Linked DNA regions of Bicyclus anynana: region 1 is linked to region 2. The links are chromatin contacts, called in public Hi-C maps. All regions are on one chromosome and are shown on one strand. The core of a region is the stretch at or near the end of the contact, and the rest is flanking DNA. Distances in the headings are between cores, read along the strand shown. Region 1 holds the start of LOC112054842 (39S ribosomal protein L32, mitochondrial). Region 2 holds the start of LOC112042871 (26S proteasome non-ATPase regulatory subunit 5).

What was found. A called contact is a pair of places that touch in the nucleus more often than the background predicts.
Region 1: a Hi-C map of whole larva shows a contact between it and region 2, with 5 times the contacts expected there. The contact joins the promoter of LOC112054842 here to the promoter of LOC112042871 in region 2. A contact is called at or near these places in 2 of 2 Hi-C or Micro-C datasets (whole body and whole larva).

Annotation. Positions count from the first base shown.
Region 1 is chr12:8,944,950-8,948,209 of ilBicAnyn1.1, forward strand. LOC112054842 (39S ribosomal protein L32, mitochondrial) reads left to right here and starts at 1,741. Exons shown (of 5, transcript XM_024094756.2): 1 at 1,741-1,800; 2 at 1,919-2,044; 3 at 2,184-2,420; 4 at 3,201-3,260. The coding sequence starts at 1,960. LOC112055112 (all trans-polyprenyl-diphosphate synthase PDSS1) reads right to left here and starts at 323. Exons shown (of 8, transcript XM_052884553.1): 1 at 112-323. The coding sequence starts at 261.
Region 2 is chr12:8,663,415-8,666,587 of ilBicAnyn1.1, forward strand. LOC112042871 (26S proteasome non-ATPase regulatory subunit 5) reads left to right here and starts at 1,890. Exons shown (of 7, transcript XM_024078056.2): 1 at 1,890-2,276; 2 at 2,745-2,889. The coding sequence starts at 2,089. LOC112042870 (zinc finger protein 830) reads left to right here. Exons shown (of 4, transcript XM_024078055.2): 4 at 239-420. The coding sequence ends at 386.

The DNA of each region.
Region 1 (3,260 bases), core at 491-2,990, 280 kb after region 2:
AGATCATAATAAGATTGGTAATTGTACATTTTTATACCAATTAATTATATAATTATGAGATAATTAAGTTTTAAAAAGGTGTTATAATTCGTTTTAAAGAAATTATCTAACCTGACAGGTCTTTCCAAATATCCTCAACGGAGATGGTCCGGGTGGTTTGAGTTTCACAAATACAGTCTGTCTTCGAACTTTAGGTCCGAATTGACACATTAACTGATCCTGAACACGAGCACAAAGCCTACTCGAACTTAAACACGCCATAGCTACAACTGCGACCAAACGCTTGAAGACATGAACTACATTACACACATAGCGCCCGAGCGATCAGCTTTTTCCTCCCCACTTAGACAGCTGATTGTCAATCTTTCGAATCTACCAGTATTGCCAGAAATGAAAAACTAGTAGCTTTTAGTAGGTTTTATAAATAAAAAAATATTTTTAATTTCATATCACACTATCTGCTGCGTTACAGTTTGATTATTTGAAGAAACTATTCTTTTTTAATTTATCACTAAGAGACTGATTTTTCTTAGATAAACATCTTGATATCAGCCTGTTACATAAGGAAAAATGTACGCATAGATAATTTGAAATATAACAATAATCCTGTAAGTATTTATGTATGTTTGAGAACAAATAATTTAAGTTATTTTTAAAGATGAAGAATTTTTTATTCCATGGATTCACCTTGCTGGTGCTGGGACCATCATGTGGCGGAGAAAAAACTCTGGTTTAACTTTCTCTGAGAGAAACTCGGAGAGAAGAAACTTTCAACCCGGGGGAACAGTCATGGAATACCTGTAAGATTATACATAGTATACTGTAAGAATGTTGTTTCCCTGTCCAATGAAATTTTATAAGATCCTGTTAGATAAGGTTGCAAATTTTAATACGCGTTTGAGATACACGTTCTATAATTATTATAGAATTTGCTGCAATTCTACTGTGGTTAAAGTCTGTAAGCAGAATAGTAGAGCAATAAATGACTCGTCGGTTTAGTGGTTAGCCTATGTGGTGGATAACGAGATCCTGGAAATTCTGGTTCAGGTTATGAGATAACATACAAGATATGATTGATACATACAATACAGTATGATTAAATACAATACAAAGATTTCTTTATTATTAGAAATGTTTAGTTAAAATTTGCAGTCCGGAGTTGAAAAGTCGGTGATGTTACACCCCCTTGCCGCGGAGAGCGAATTAGGCCATCGGTCCTGGTCATTAACATCAGCTGATAGTTGTCGTTAGTGAATTTATCATTATCACTACCGATGGGTAGAGAGCTAAGCTCACCGTGGTGTTCCAAAGCTTTGTGGGCTTAGCTTTATATCCCCTCTCGTTTAAGGAAAGAGACCTGGCCCTATATTAGATCGATAAAACGGGCTGATAATGTTAATAAGGATGATGACAGTGTAGCCTTTAGAAATATTTGTTTCCCAATACACAGTAAACTCTAAAAGTAAGTGATGATTAAATATTTAAATTTATCAAAACTATATTTATGATAAAGATTTTCTATAATCTATAACCTAAAATTCAAAGCTTTTGTATATTATTTTTTGTTTATCGTTGGCTTAGTCCACAAAATAGCGGAAGACTAGGAGAATATTTAAATAAATAATGGCAGCACTACGGGAAATAGTGGAAATCCACAGAATATAATTTTATTGACCTATTGTTACCAAGCTGTCAGTGTCAATGTCATTCTTAGCATTTATTTTAGAATTAAATAACCTAATATTTTATTTTTCAGAAATCAAATAAAAGATTTTTCATATTTGTGAAAGTAATTGCAAGGTGAGATATAAAATCAAGCTTACAAATATAAACCTATGAATACTAGAAAGTAGTTCATTAACCACACTGTAGGTTATTATGTTCACACTCCTGAGTAAATATGTTCCTTGCTTCACAGGCAGGAGTCATCCAATACTATTAGTTTGTTTTAAGGTGAAAATGATTTCCCGTGTACACCACTTGAAAAATATAATAAAGAATGTAGAGAAAAATATTCTTCAAATATTTGGATTACCACCGAGAGGTATGCTTAAACCATTTATTTTATGTTTCATGTTAGATCTTAAATATCAAAATACATATTTGTTAGTAAGCTTAAAGCACATATATATAATAATTCTATATTTATATTTGTTGTAATGCATTGTATTTGCATTTTCTAGAGTTAGCTTTGGCATATACTTATGAAAAAAGATTACCAGAACCTAAGAAGTTTTCCATAAAAGATATTGTTGGAGATGGGATTCTATTAGCAGTGCCTAAATTTAGAAGAACAGTGGAAAAAAGGTTGAAGAGAAAATTTGGCAGTCCAGAGTATACATGGAAAATGCTGGTACCTAAAACAAACATCATTGTGTGTAACAGCTGCGGACATTACCATGAGCGAGGCCATCTATGTGGTAAATTTTTTATTAATATATATTATCAGTAAGTGCAGTGCCTTGATCCAGTAGTTAACCAAAGTGGTTACAGGTCAAAAGATCCTGGGTTTGAGTTTGGCTGGGCGGATATATCGAATTTTTCCTTCTTCTGAAAAAATTTCAGCCTGGAGTTGGTGGTGTTTCACTTGATAATGATTATTACAAGAGTAAACATCATCAACCTAAGGAAAAAGGTAGGGAGGCTCTATAGTAACCTATAGGCTGGTAGTTATATACAGAAACCTTTTTTGAGCATGTGATAACTTGAAAGTCGAGCAGCTCAGTGTTCATATTTCTGACAGGTCGTGATCCAAAGGGACAAACATTATGTAATTGCCTCATTATTTTGTCTCATCACTACAAAGATGAGACAAATTAATGATAACCCTTTGATCATGACCTGTCAGAAATGCAAACTCTGAGCGGCCAGACTTTTAAGTGTTGAATCATCCATATATTTTTATATATTTAATTTTATTATTGCATGCAACTCAAGGAAGTTTCTCTTATTTAGAAGTTCTGTGACTTCCATGGGCTGAAAATAATGAGTCTAGATACATAATTTTTTTTCTGCATAAAAAAATAGCACTAAGTTCATGTTACATTTTTGGTGGTTAAATTATGTTTATAATGTGCCCTTAATTCTATGTTGCTAGCTTGTAATCACACCCACTGTATAATATTATTGTTTTGATTATTATTATTGAAATATAATCTGTAATCTTTTAAAATCTAAATATGATACCTATTATATTCCAGCTCACTGTTATAAAAAAGTGGAAGCAGAAACAAAGGAAATTCAAGATAAAATACAGCAGA
Region 2 (3,173 bases), core at 640-3,139:
GTAGTTGTAGTAAAAGATATCCATATTATGCTACTTTAAGCTGTGGCATAATCACTTTAAATAAACTATAAAAATATATTAAGTAGTTTCGTTGATTGACCTGAACCATACAGATAATAGAAAATTAAATATGATTAGACTTTGATACATATTTGGCTTTTGATTTGGTTGGACTTTCTGTATTTTAAATAATTATAATTGATGCGTAATTTAAAACAGTAATCCTCTGTTTTTGTAGAGTGTTGGATTTGGAATTGAAAAAGGAAGAGACAAAGAAGAAAATTCAAGATATAGAGATGCTAAACGAGGATGATGACAATGATTCCGATAATGAAGCTGAAATTGATGAGTTCTTAGACTGGCGAGCTAAGAAATCTTATTCGTAGCATTACATAATATTGAATATAACGGTTTATTTTATTTTAGTTTTTTAATTATATAATTAAAATGTGCAGCAAGTGCCTTGTTCTCTCAATAATCAGACATGCTTACTGAAGTAAAACTTTTTTTTATTTATGAAAGAAGTCTTGCTTTAATCATGTGGTCTAAAGCACACTTGTTAATTTAATCTACTCCGCGATTTTTTTCGCGAGATAATCTTAAGAATATGCTTGTAAAGAAATTTTAAACCCCTTTAAAATGATATATAATGGACATGTCCCAAAATGGGCCTTTATTATTTATAATTTTTTAAGCAGGTCGATAGTATTTTTTAGTAGTAAAATACCGACCGAATTGAGAACCTCCTCCTTTTTGAAGTCGGTTAAAAAGTGTTCAAAACAGGCAATAAAAACGTCATCTGGAATTGAATTCCCGGTGTAAGCTGACAATGTCATGTAATATTGTCAAATGTCAATAAGACACAAGTTAAAAAGAAACATTGTATCGTAGACAGAGAAGCATTAAACAAAAAAATCCTTAAATTGCTTTTAAAACGCCTTATGCGAACGCTACTACGCGAAGATCATGCCAAGGGAACTTAGAAGAACGTGAAATCTTTATGAAGCAGCGCCATCTACATCCTAGATTTAAGATTCCAGGATAGTAAATACAATTACATAGATGTGTACGTACTGGAATGTTTTTAGAGATTAAACCCGTGTAAGTACGGAAAAAAAACCGAAAAAAAAGAATTATTTATCCTTTTAATTTTGACGCGTAATAGAAAGAATGTGTTTGTATTTCTAAAGCAAAGGGATTATTAATGAAAAACAGTAAGTGTACATTAATTTCAACGATTTTCCACATAGTCATTTGGCCTAGTGGTGCATAACAAAGGTACAATATAATAATCCTGAGTTCGAGTTCGGGGGTAACAAAGGAAAACTTTTTGTCTTTTTTTTTGTTTTTCTCAATTGGTTTCTTCAACTATTACAAAATCAAAAATGTCTCTCCTTTACAAAAAATATGCATTATTATTTTTATACTTTTTACAATACTAAAAATACCTTATCTAGTCACTAGATGGCGCTATCACATTCGTTCCGAAAAAAGTTCGAGTAGCCTATCTATTTCCAATAATACATTGTAATCTTTGGCGAAGATCACTAACAATCTGTCAGGGTGTGAGTTACAAGCATGTTGCCATGATAAAAATTCTTAATTAATGTTGTCAGCTAATGAAAAAATACATTTTATATAATGATTTTAAAAAAATGCGGGTACGATCTTTTAAGATAAAAAATTTTGTGCTGCTTAGTTCACACTCGAAATAAAGGCCCACCCTCCAAACATAAATTGGGACATGTCCTTTACAAATCTATTCTGTGATCTGTAATATATCTCTGTTTTCTGTTGCTCTGTGTTCTAGATCAGAATTAGAATTTAGAGCCGCAAATCTAGTTTTTTTTAATGTGATCTGTCAGTGTCACTGTCATTTTCCTTTCACTGTCACTTTGTGATTTGAAATTTGAATTATTGTTTTGCACATTTTGTATAAAAATTTCTATCTTCAATTTATAATATAAATATTTTGTTTAAGTTAATAAATATATTATCTAATAATTCTAGGGCAGTAGGGCTGCTTAAGAAAATAAATATAACATATAGAAACATTTATTTACTCCGTAATTTTGTGAAGAAAATATAATGACTCAACAAAATAATGAACAATTTAGAATCTTCACCGAAAAACTGAAAACAGTAGAAGAAAGATCTACGGCTCTTAACGACATTAAAAACTTGTTGGCGTACAAACCGGCATCTGAAGCAGTACCTACTATTAGGAACATCGGAATATCCAAAATCTTACACTGTCTTAACGAAACAGATAAAATGTATGATAGCTTATACTTTAATTATTTTACTTTGCAGAAGTCTCTCATAATTTTAATGTAGTCAATAATCAATATTATCAATATTAAAATTATATTGCTTTAAGTATAGAATAATACCCTCACTGGATCCACCAGTCACTTTGATTTTCTGCATAACACTACAACTAGTGTTATACCTCCTTTACATAGCCTATTTTTATAATTGTAATGCCACTAGGATGTGTTCTGAACCCTGTAGCGACACTGAAAAGTGTGGTTGCTGGGGTAAAGACAGATGTGCAAGTTTTTAAACCTATGCTTCAGAATGAGTATTTTAGGACCTGTACTCTATTTGTAGCATATTTGTATATATGTTATACATGTGATCCTTTTAAATCACAATGTATTGGTGAAAAGTGTATTAAAATCTGTTAAACTTGAAGCAAAAGCAATTTAATTTTATTGTAATGATATTTTAAATTATTGTAGTGAACAACTAAGTCTTACTTGTGAAGTACTTAAACTATGTTTTGAAAAATTTGATACTGGAGATGTTATAAAAACCTACACAAGTCACATAATGTATTTATTGCGACATGAAAAGGATTGTGTCCGTAGATTGGCTATAGATGAAGTAAGTATTATGTCTTAAAAATTTACTTTTTTTAATTAAAAGGGCCAGCATGGAACCTTTTAATTAATAGGTTGTATAATATATTACAAAGCTTTTGTCATGATACAAATATCCGTGGATTCACTATGCTGGCTCCTTTGTCTGACAGAGAGAAAATCTCTGAACTGAATCCTGGACTTGTGACAATTGGTGTATGGTTAAGGATAACTTTGACAATTAACTAACACTCCCATTCTCCACATGTATTGTTCTTCCTGAGTAGCCAAATTTAGTAAAATCCTAAT